Linked DNA regions of Pan troglodytes: region 1 is linked to region 2. The links are chromatin contacts, called in public Hi-C maps. All regions are on one chromosome and are shown on one strand. Each heading gives the region's core, a stretch centred on a gene start, on an enhancer-like site or on the middle of the called end of the contact. The rest is flanking DNA. Distances are from core to core; before and after follow the strand shown. Region 1 holds the start of UPF1 (UPF1 RNA helicase and ATPase). Region 2 holds the start of CRTC1 (CREB regulated transcription coactivator 1).

What was found. A called contact is a pair of places that touch in the nucleus more often than the background predicts.
Region 1: a Hi-C map of stem cell-derived neural progenitor cells shows a contact between it and region 2, with 1.5 times the contacts expected there. The contact joins the promoter of UPF1 here to the promoter of CRTC1 in region 2. A contact is called at or near these places in 1 of 7 Hi-C or Micro-C datasets (stem cell-derived neural progenitor cells) and 1 of 1 datasets of contacts at active chromatin or transcription factors (stem cell-derived excitatory neurons).

The regions. Positions count from the first base shown.
Region 1 is chr20:21,482,652-21,488,504 of NHGRI_mPanTro3-v2.0_pri, forward strand. UPF1 (UPF1 RNA helicase and ATPase) reads left to right here and starts at 3,407. Exons shown (of 24, transcript XM_016935541.4): 1 at 3,407-3,888. The coding sequence starts at 3,658.
Region 2 is chr20:21,332,668-21,338,768 of NHGRI_mPanTro3-v2.0_pri, forward strand. CRTC1 (CREB regulated transcription coactivator 1) reads left to right here and starts at 3,714. Exons shown (of 14, transcript XM_024351528.2): 1 at 3,714-3,919. The coding sequence starts at 3,794.

The DNA of each region.
Region 1 (5,853 bases), core at 2,157-4,656, 150 kb after region 2:
CTTCCAAAGAGCTGTGATTATAGGTATGAGCCACTATGTCTTGTCCCTGAAAAAGAGTGAAGAAGGCTGTGGCTCACACCTGTAATCCCAGCACTTTGGGAGGCAGAGGCAGGTGGATCACCCGAGGTCAGGAGTTCGAGACCAGCCTGGCCAACGTGGTGAAACCCCGTCTCTACTAAAAATACAAAAAAATTAGCCGGGCATGGTGGCAGGCGCCTGTAATCCCAGCTACTTGGGAGGCTGAGACAGGAGAATTGCTTGAACCCAGGAGGTGGAGGTTGCAGTGAGCCAAGATTGTGCCATTGTACTCCAGCCTGGGCGACTGAGTGAAACTCCGTCTCAGGAAAAAAAAAAAAAAAATGTGAAGAAGGAAAACAGAACCTCTGTCCCTGTGATGATAAACAGGCAAATTGGAAATAAGGAACCACGGCAAACTGGGAACTTTTAGTTCAGCTGTGCAAGCTAGGAGCTCTTTCAGCTGACTTATTTAAAGAGCAGCAGAATCTTGGGACAGAAAGGGAAATGGGGGTGTTTTCCAAGATACTTTACCAGAGAGGAAGGGAACGCCTGGGGTTAGGAAATTAAGGCCCATAAACCAGTAGCTTACCTTGGATTTAAAGTGTCAGAAAACTTTTTATTGAGCACCTACTGTATGAGGCATCATTCTCTCCGTGGGGAAGATCATAATGAACAAGGCCAACACCCTGTCCTTATGGAACTACGCATTAAGAGAGTGACTGGTAGCTCATTTATTCCTCTCATATATATATATATACACAGAGAGAGAGAGATAGAGTGTATATATATATATACACACACACTCCCTATCTATATATAATAGAGTGACTAGTAGCTCATTTATTCTTATATATACAGTGTGTATATATATGTATATACACGCACTGTCTATCTCTGTCTCTATATATAATAGAGTGACTAGTAGCTCACTTATTCTTATATATACAGTGTGTATATATATGTATATACGCGCACTGTCTATCTCTCTCTCCATATATAATAAAGTGACTAGTAGCTCATTTATTCCTCTCATATATACAGTGAGATATATAATATACATCATATATATATATATATATATATATATATATACACTTTTTTTTTGAGACGGAGTCTCGCTCTGTCACCCAGGCTGGAGTGCAGTGGTGCAATGTTGGCTCACTGCGGCCTCCGCCTCCTGGGTTCAAGCAGTTCTCCTGCCTCAGCCTCCCAAGTAGCTAGGATTACAGGCACACACCATGCCCGGCTAATTTTTGTATTTTTAGTAGAGACGGGGTTTCACCACGTTGGCCAGGCTGGTCTCGAACTCCTGACCTCGGGTGATCCACCTGCCTCTGCCTCCCAAAGTGCTGGGATTACAGGTGTGAGCCACAGCCTTCTTCACTCTTTTTCAGGGACAAGACATAGTGGCTCATACCTATAATCACAGCTCTTTGGAAGACTGAGGTGGGACGATTACTTGAGGTCAGGAGTACAAGACCAGCCTAGGAAACAGCAAAACCCCCATCTCTACAAAAAATAAAAAATAAAAATAACATTTCGGGGGGGCTCCTAGCATGCACTAAACTGTAGGAATATAAACAATGAATCAAAGTAGGTCTCCCTCTCCAAGAAGGCACAGTTTAAGGGGGAATACTGACAGACCAACAGATAATTTTAATATCATGCAAAGCTCTCTTTGGAACACATCCAGTGGAATTTGTAGACAAATTTCAGATCAATTTAGTAACACCTATCAGAGTTTTTAAAATTTATTTTTAGACAAGGTCTTGCTCTTTCAGCCTCCGAAAGTGCTGGGATTACAGGCGTGACACACCGCACCGGGCTCCATATATATCAGCAGCAACCATATATCATATGAGAATATGAGAGGAATAAATGAGCTACTAGTCACTCTATTTATATTAACATAAATAAATATATATTAATACACACACACACACACATAGGATCTCTGTCACCCAGGCTGGAGTGCAGTGGCACAATCCTAGCTCACCGCAGCCTCAAACTCCTGAGCTCAAGTGATTCTCTTGCCTCTACCTCCTAAAGTGCTGGGATTTCAGGAAAGAGCCACCTTGCCCAGGCTTCCTATGCCACCTTAATGGCAACAGAAACCCTAGGCTCAGAGAGGTTAAGTCACTTGTATAATTTCACACAGCTGGTAAGTGGTCAGGTCTAGAGTCCACCACAGACCATGTGCTTCCAGTTGTTTTGCTGTATACGTCCACTAAATAATAATCATAGCAAAAATAGTAATGGTATAATAACAGTGGCAGAGGCATCAGGAACAGCAGCAACCATCATTTCCAAGTGCCAGGCCCAGTACGTAAGACTATCCCCATTCATTTATTTTTACTTATTTTTGAGACAGGGTCTCGCTCTGTCACCCAGGCTGGAGTGCAGTGGTGCAATCTCGGCTTACTGCAGCCTCAACTTCCCAGGGTCAAGCGATCCTCCCACCTCAGCCTCCCTAGTAGCTGGGACTACAGGTGCGAACCACCACGCTTAGCTAATTTTTTTTTTTTTTTTTGAGACAGAGTCTCACTCTGTTGCCCAGGCTGGTGTGCAGTGGCACAATCTTGGCTCACTGCAACCTCCGCCTCCTGGGTTCAAGCGATTCTCCTGCCTCAGCCTCCTGAGTAGCTGGGACTACAGGCTCGTGCCACCACGCCTGGCTAATTTTTTGTATTTTTAGTGGAGACGGGGTTTCACCATGTTAGCCAGGATGGTCTCGATCTCCTGACCTCATGATCCACCCGACTCGGCCTCCCAAAGTGCTGGGATTACAGGCGTGAGCCACCGCGCTTGGCCTAATTTTTATATTTTTTGTAGAGATGGAGTCTCACTCTGTCTCCCAGGCTGGTCTCGAACTCCTGAGTTCAAGCAGTTCTCCCGCCTCAGCCTCTGAGTGTTGGGATTACAGGTGTGACCACCGCGCCGAGCCCCACTCCCTTTTTAAACCAATGCACAGGGAGCATCTACTATGTGCGAGGCACCCTCCATTTTACAGATGGGGAAACTGAGTTCCAAGCAGCTTTTGCCAGGAGTGGGAGCGCACCGTCCCTGCCCAGTCTCTCCAGTTGGGCGTTCCGAGACCACCTATGTAGGGTATTCGGCTAGCGCTCAATTAAACCGAAACACCGTCGCAGCGACCACAGGTGCAGACCACCAAGTCCACACCGCCAACCGCCCGGTCGTCCCTGATTAGCAGTTGGTGCGCGACCAAGTCCTCGAGCTGCCGCCGCAACGGCGGTTGAAAGCCCCACCCCCTGCGCGTGCGCGGTGCGCGTCCCGTCTTCCTGCTGGGCACCAGGCGTCCGCGAGGAGCGCGCGCGCTTCCGCCGGCGTCGGGCTCGCGCACGCGCACGGCGACGGCGGCGGTGGCGGCAGTTCCTGCTCTAGGCTGCGAGCGGCTGGCGGCTTCGAGGGGAGCTGAGGCGCGGAGGGGCTCGGCGGCAGCGGCGGCGGCTCGGCACTGTTACCTCTCGGTCCGGCTGGCGCCGGGGCGGGCGGTTTGGTCCTTTCCGGGCGCGCGGGGGCGACAGCGGCAGCGACCCGAGGCCTGCGGCCTAGGCCTCAGCGCGGCGGCGGGCTCGAGTGCAGCGCGGAACCGGCCCGAGGGCCCTACCCGGAGGCACCATGAGCGTGGAGGCGTACGGGCCCAGCTCGCAGACTCTCACTTTCCTGGACACGGAGGAGGCCGAGCTGCTTGGCGCCGACACACAGGGCTCCGAGTTCGAGTTCACCGACTTTACTCTTCCTAGCCAGACGCAGACGCCCCCCGGCGGCCCCGGCGGCCCGGGCGGTGGCGGCGCGGGAGGCCCGGGCGGCGCGGGCGCGGGCGCTGCGGCGGGACAGCTCGACGCGCAGGTGAGCGGCACATGGCGGCGCCGGAAGCCCGGGCCCGGCCTCGGCGCCTGAGACCTGCCCCGAACTCGCCTCGGGCCCGGCCTGTGTTTGCCCGGAGTACCCCATCGCGGCCGGGCCTGGGGCGACCTGCCCCGGGTCCCCTACTCTGGCTCGGCCTGAGCTTACCTGCCCCAGGTCCTGCAATCTGCCCGGGCCTGGCCTGATCTGCCCCGGGTCCCCCGCTCCGGCCGCGACCTGGCTGAGTTCCTTCGGCCCCCAACTCCTGGGCCGGGCAGACTTGCCTCGAGTCCTCCACTTCGTTCGGGTCCGAGCTAACCTGACCCTGTTCCTTTACCCCAGCTGGGTTTGCTCCCCCTCCTGGGCCCGGGCTGACCTGCCTTGTGTCCCACAACCAGTCTGGCCTGGAGTAACCTGCCCCCTGACTTATCTGAGTTCTTCCATTCCATCCGGGCTAGGGTGACCTGCCCTGGTCCCTCTTTCGCAGGTCTCGGTATTCTGCCTCGAGTTCTCCTACGACCTGGGCCGGGTCTTGCTCAGGCCGGAGCTTGAGTGACTTCCCTCAGTCCCTTTCCGGGAGTATCCAGGGTGACCTGCCCTAATCCTGTCTCTGGCCTGGTCCGGGGGTCCCGCCCGGTCTCCCCATTGGTGGGTCTGGCCGCCTGTCCCACCTCCCATCTGTGGTCGCAGCCATCTGGGCACCCCACCTTTCACAGTCACGGAGCGTAGGTTCGACTTTCCCCATGCATAGGGGCGCTGGCCAGCGGAAGGTTGAGGCAGAGAAGAATTTTTGCCTCCCATGGAGGAGCACATATTGGCTGGCTTATAAGATCATTCAGGAAGCAGGTTGTATTTTGTTTTTTCTTGCATCGCCTGTTGCTGAAACCGACCTGTTACATAACTTCACAACTCTTGCCTTGGAAAAGTTGGGTTTGAGTTTTGTTCTTCCAATAAGACAGCAATAATGGCTTTACATAAACGAGTCTGCCACGTTGGAAACTTATTTTTAATGATGTGGATGTTTAGAGAAGGTTACTTAGGTATTTTAAATGGGGGCTTGGGTTGGGAGAAGTATCGGGCATGCATTTCCTGGTCCTGGGTGCTGCTTGCCTGGGGTGGGAGAGGGGCTGGGAGGGGGTGGCGCGTGTTGCACCGGGGTCCTGGGGAATGTCCTCATCACCCTCTGGATTTCAGGTTGCTTTCACCTTAGGCTTGCTTTGTGCCTGACCTCTCGCTCAGGTTTATTTTCCTGAATGCTCCGACAGGAAGAAGCTCCGAGGCTTACCTTGGCACAGGTGTCCCTTGGCATATGCTGGTGTTTCAGAACTGGGGGAACCACTTCTTGCTCATCCAGAGTGAGCTCAGACCCTGTCCTTGCATGGGGGGCTTACGTGGTAGTCGATTGAGTCACTCTCGTGGGTAGACCACCCACTTGGGCTTTCTTTTAGCCCCTAATGGAAGCAAAAAACATTTGACTCATTCTAACCCCATATTCCTTAAAATAGAAGGTGGGGTGTGAGGAGAACAGGTGTGCACGTATGGGTGTTTTTTTCAGTTTTGTTTACATTTTGCGAAGGAAGGGAGGGAGAGAGGAGAGTTCTCCTGAAGGAGGGAGCCTGAGCTGCGGAGGCCCCACCTCCTTGTAGTTTTCATGCCCTGTAGACCTTTCTGCTTCCGCAGCTGTGAAATGGGGGTGGCAGTTAGATTTTTATTCCTTTTAAACATGAAGGAAACCTAGATCCATGTGTGAGTCGACTGTATAGGCTGTCTGTAATCTGACGTCCAGCCTGTCGGGGAGACTCGGTAAAGATCTCTGTGGAGCAGCGAGCCATGAGCGTGACAGCGCGGATCGGGGGGTTGGCTGGGTGTGAAAGGTAATCATTTTCTTGTGAATCCTTTTAACTGTAGCCAGCATAAAACAGCAAACCTGGGGCAGCCTTTAGTTCTGCTTTTGTTTCTGGCATTCCG
Region 2 (6,101 bases), core at 2,464-4,963:
CAGAAAAAGGACTTGAAATAGATTTAGGCAGGCCAGGCACGGTGGTGCACACCTGTAATCTCAGCACTTTGGGAGGCTGAGAGGGGCGGATCACTTGAGCCCAGGAGTTTGAGACCAGCCTGAGCAACAGGATGAATCCTGTCTCTACAAAAACCACAGAACATTAGCCAGGCATGATGGTGCACACCTGTAGTCCCAGCTACCTGGAAGGCTGAGGTGGGGGGATCACCTGAGCCTAAGGGTTGGGGCTTCAGTGAGCATGATCATGCCACTGCACTCCAGCCTGGGCAGCAAAGTGAGACCCTGTCTGAAAAAACAAACAAACAAACAAACAAACAAGAAAACAAATAGACAAGCACAAAAGGGAATAAATTTTTGGCCTACATAACTTAAAAGGCAGGTGAGTCTAGCTTCAGGAATGGCTGGATCCAGAAGCTCAGGCTGGAGTACAGTAATGTGATCTCGGCTCACTGCAACCTCTGCCTCCTGGATTCAAGCTGTTCTCCTGCCTCAGCCTCCCAAGTAGCTGGGATTAGAGGCATGTGCCACCATGCCCAGCTAATTTTGTATTTTTAGTAGAGATGGGGTTTCCCTATGTTGGTCAGGCTGGTCTCAAGCTCCTGACCTCAAGTGATCCACCCACCTTGGCCTCCCAAAGTGCTGGGATTACAGTTGTGAGCCACCGTGCCAGGCCTGGTTCTGTTTTCCTCTGTGTGGGTCCACTCTTTTGGCCCAGCTGAACTAATCTTTTGTTTTTTTTTGAGACAAAGTCTCCCTCTGTTGCCCAGGCTAGAGTGAAGTGGCGCTATCTTGGCTCACTGCAACCTCCACCTCCTGGGTTCAAGTGATTTTCCTGCCTCAGCCTCCCCAGTAGCTGGAATTACAGGCGTGTGCCACCGCGTCTGGCTAACTTTTTTTGTATTTTTAGTCGAGATGGGGTTTCACCATGTTGGCCAGTCTGGTCTCAAACTCCTGACCTCAGGTGATCTGCCCGCCTCTGCCTCCAAAAGTGTAGGGATTACAGTCATGACCCAGCGCCCAGCCTGTTTTTTGTTTGTTTGTTTGTTTGTTTGTTTGAGACAGGGTCTTGCTCTGTCACCCAGGCTGGAGTGCAGTGCATTATCATAGCTCACTGCAGCCTCCATCTCCCAGGCTCAAGCAATCCTCCTGTCTCAGCCTCCTGAGTAGCTGGGATTATAAGCAGGCACCACCACGCCCAGGTAATTTTTTTATTTTTAGTGGAGATTAAATCTCGCTATGTTGCCCAGGCTGGTCTCAAGCTCCTGGGCTCAAATGATCCTCCTGCCTCGGCCTCCCAAGTTCTGGGATTACAGGCATGAGCCACAACACCCAGCCTGGCCTGAACCAATCTTGATGGCCAGCACAATGGGCTATGCTGATTGGCCAAGACTTCCACCTTAGGGAGGGGTGTTTGTGTGGTGGGACAGTGGTGAGACCAGCCATTCACATCTCACAGACTGAAAGTCAGAACCAGTGTTCCCCAAATAAGGGTTGTTGACACTAAAAAGTTGAGGGAGTGGGTGGGGTTGAGAGAAGGAATATGCTTGTTAGGCAAAAAGTATAGGAGCTTACCAAAGTGCGCAAAATCATATCAAGAAGGAAGATGGCCGGGTGCGGTGGCTCATGTCTGTAATCCCAGCACTTTGGGAGGCTGAGGCGGGCAGATCACCTGAGGTCAGATGTTCAAGACCAGCCTGGCCAACATGGTGAAACCCTGTCCCTACTAAAAATACAAAAAGTAGCCGGGTGTGGTGGTGGGTTCCTGTAATTCCAGCTACTTGGGAGGCTGAGGCAGGAGAATCACTTAAACACCAGAGGCAGAGGTTGCAGTGAGCTGAGTCTGTGCCACTGCACTCCAGCCTGGGAAACAGAGACTCCGTCTCAAAAAAAAAAAAAAAAAATCCCATAAAAATTAGCTGAGCATCATGGTGCATGCCTGTAATCCCAGCTACTTGGGAGGCTGAGGTAGGAGAATCGCTTGAACCTGAGAGGCGGAGATTGCAGTGAGCCAAGGTCGCGCCACTGCACTCTAGCCTGGGCGACAGAGTGAGACTCTGTCTCAAAACAAAGATAAAGTAGGGCAGTGGCAATATCCAAGGCATTCTAAATGAAAATCGATATATATATATATATATATACATATATATATATTTAACATGAGCATTTTATTACCTGTTGTAAAGCATGAATCAAAGCATGTTTGGAAGATGTCAGCATCCCCTCCAGCCATCCTCAGTCCAATAAAATGTGTGCTTGTTGTGCCATTAGAGCCATCATCAATTCCCCCAGCTGACCTTCCTAGCTTCCACCCAGCCCATGCTCTGAAATCCCTGCAGCCTCCTGAATATAAACTTTCAATATTGGTGGTTGGGGGTCCCTATCTTGAGGGAGGGAGGGTTAGAGTCCCTCCTGCTTCCCTGGCTTACCACTCTGCCATCGGGGGAGTCTCTGCTCCTTCCTTCACTGCTGAGTCTTGATGGGATTTCTGGACCCTTCTGTTAGCACCTTGTTGCAAAATAGAGATCCTTGAACAAGACTGGACTGGAGAAGTATGCAGAGGGAAGGCTGAAGCTCTGTAACTCCAGTTCTTTGGGCTCAGGTATCCAGAGAATAGCAATATGCCCATTGCAAGGGAATGGGAAAAAACAGTCGTCGGCTGGACATGGTGGCTCACGCCTGTAATCCCAGCACTTAGGGAGGGCGAGGCGGGTGGATCACCTGCGGTCAGGAGTTCAAGACCAGCCTGGCCAACATGGTCTTTAGTCTCTACTGAAAATAAAAAAATTAGCTGGGCGTGGTGGCGCCTGCCTGTAATCCTAGCTACTGGAGAGGCTGAGGCAGGAGAATGGCTTGAACCTGGGAGGAGGAGGTTGCAGTGAGCCGAGATCGCACCACTGCATTCCAGTCTGGGCGACAAGGGCAAAACTCGGTCTCAAGGAAAAAAAAAAAAAAAAAAGAAGTTAAGGGCAACAGCTAGGTTTATGGACTGAGAGAGCCGATTGCAGGGCTCAGGTCTTAGCTAAGATAACTTTCCGCCTCCCTGTCTGTGGTGGCTGCAGGAGCCTCCCTCCCTAATGTTCTGTGGCTGGCCACTGGTCTTATTTACCGCATCACATTTACCTCCATCTGAAAAGTTCTTGGTTATTTGTGTGCTATGTCTGCCCCCTCTCTGACTGTACACTCCATAAGGGCAGGGATCACCTCTGCTTGTTCACGCCTGTACTCCAGTTTGCCTGGCACATAGTAGGTGCTCAGTAAATATTCCTTGAATGAATGAATGCATGAGTGACCAACGCCCTAGTCTGTTTTCAGAGCTCTTAGAGCTCCAAATCCAGGTTCAACTTGGGGTGCCACCAATCCTTGCGGGGCGGGGTGCCTGGCCCCACCCTTGTGAATTGGGAGGATCTGGGTCAGGCCGTCTCCCTCTTGGGGGCTCCAGTGCCCCAGCCGATCCGCGGTCCTTGTCCAACAGCCCAGAGGCCGCTGTCCAGCGGGCCAGGAGGCGGATCACTGCGCCGGCGCTGAAATTTCCACTCGCGCTCCACTGCCCTTCCCGCGGGCCCCGAGCGCGCGCCGGGGCGCGCGCATGCGCCTTCGCCCCCGCGCCGCGCGCCGCTCCTGTGCGCCTGCGCCGCGCTCACGACCGCCGGCGCGCCTGCGCACTGCTCGCCGCCCGTGGGCCCAGCCAGCGCTTGCGCAGTGGCACGGGCGAGTGGGGGGGCGAGGAGGTGGAGGAGGAGGAGTAGGAGGAGGAGGAGGTGGCGGCGAGAAGATGGCGACTTCGAACAATCCGCGGAAATTCAGCGAGAAGATCGCGCTGCACAATCAGAAGCAGGCGGAGGAGACGGCGGCCTTCGAGGAGGTCATGAAGGACCTGAGCCTGACGCGGGCCGCGCGGGTAAGGGGGCTGCCCGCGCCGACCCTTCAGGGCCGGCGGAGGGAGGGAGGGGGCGCGTGTCCGGCGCGTGCACGGGGCGGGGTGGGGGGGGGGCGCGGCGGGGGCGGGGCGCGCGCGGCGGGGGCGGGGCTTGGCACGGCCCGAGGGGGACAGGTGTCCCCACGCCCCGGGCGTCGTGGGCGGGACAGGTGACCCCACAAAATCCATACCTGATGGGGTACAGGTGCCCCGCATCACTGCTCCCCGGAGGAGACAGGGGCCTCTATATCATTACTACTAGGAGGGAACAGGTGCTAGTACCTCGTCGTTACCTGACAGGGGACAGGTGTCCCTACATCATTGTTACCCGAGGGGGACAGGTGCCCCACATTATTACTACCTGGAAGGGACAGGTGCCCCCGCATCATTGCTACCTGGGGGGGCAGGATGACACAGGTGTATGAGCTGGGTGCTGCTTGCAAGCACCATTGGTAGCTGGGGGTGAGGGTGCAAGTGCCCCCGCATCCTTGCTACCTGGGAGGGACAGATGCCCTCCCATTCTTGCTACCTGAGGGGGACCGGTGTCTCTACGTCATGGTTACCTGTGCCTTTACTCCCTGGGTGTTGGGGGAGGAACAGATGTCCCCACTTGCAGAGCTGAGGTGGGACAGGGATCTCTCCCTCTTGGACAGCTGAGGGAATGGTCAGATCCTGTCCCCCAGGGGGTCCAGAGGGGGGCCAAGAAGGCAGATTGTGCTCAGTCCTGGAACTTGGAGTTGAGACAGCTGCCCCATCTCCATGTAGCCCATATGGTGGGGGCCAGGTGATGTTCCTCCCAGTGGAACAGGGGATGCTGACCACAGCCCCTGCCCTCTCAGGACCAGGGTGGAGGGCCAGGTCTGCCTCAGGTGGCTGGGCGCATTTGGTGTGCAGGGGCAGGCCAGGTTCTGCCAGGCTCCTGGCTGGCAGAGCAGATACCCCGCAAATCTCACATGGGAAGTTGCTGTGGGCCAGGAGCAGGGGCTTGATTGGGGCTGGTGTCTGAGCACGGCAAGGCACCCGAGTTCCTCAGGCCTCAGTTTCTTCCCTTGTCAGGCATCCTAGCAAGACCTTCCTCTTGGGTCAGGGTGGTGAGCACACTTTGCAAAGGTGATGCTGAATCTCCACTTTGTTCTTGCAGTGTGGTGAGACCTCTCTCCTGCATCCTGGGGCCTTGGGGAGGGTTTGGGTGGGCTTTGCAGATGCTCATATCCCTGGTTTCCAGATTCAGCCACTGATGTGACTGGCTCAGGTGGACTTAACCTCAGTCTCTGATTCCTTAGGTAGCACTTTCAGTCTGTGTTACTTTGTAACTAGTTGTTTGTTTCTCTGAGAGATTGTGACCTTATAGACTAGGATTTGTGTCTTCATTTCTGTGTTGGTAATGATTGGGAGCTCACTGTCACCCAGGTACTGCTTTAGGCATGCTCGGTGAGTGTGCCACATCTGTCCTCCCAGCTCCAAGCAGCTACATTCTTGCTCAGGATGTACAGAAAGAGATGGCTGGTGAATGAATGAATGAAAAAAAAATAAGAAAATGGCCAGGTGTGGTGGCTCATGCCTGTAATCCCAGCACTTTGGAAGGCTGAGGCAGTGGATCACCTGAGGTCAGGAGTTCGAGACCAGCCTGGCCAACGTGGTGAAACCCTGTCTGTACTAAAAATATAAAAATTAGCTGGACGTGGTGGTAGGTACCTGTAATCCCAGCTACTGGGGAGGTTGAGGTGGGAGAATCACTTGAACCTGGGAGGTGGAGGTTGCAGTGAGCCGAGATCATGTTACTGTACTCCAGCCTGGGTGACAGGAGTGAAACTCCATTTCAAAAAAAGAAAATAAGAAGAAAGTGTGCAACTTGAGCATCCTTCCACGTGAGTGTCCCCCACATATCAGGGCTTCTGAGGCAGGAGTGGCCACTTCTTTTTGTCTCCAGCACATGGTGTGTGCTGGCGTGCAGTTGTTGTCAAATGTTTGCAGTGTGACCGGAAGAAAGGGGTCACGGTAGGTTCATGGGTGTCATTCTGATTAGAAGTCCAGTTTCTGCGTGGGATTGGAAATAGATTATTGTTGTTGAAAACATCTCTTTAAAATAATAGCTTTATTGAGATATGATTCACACATCATACAATTTACTTGTTTAAAGTGTACAGTTTGGTGGTTTTTAGTA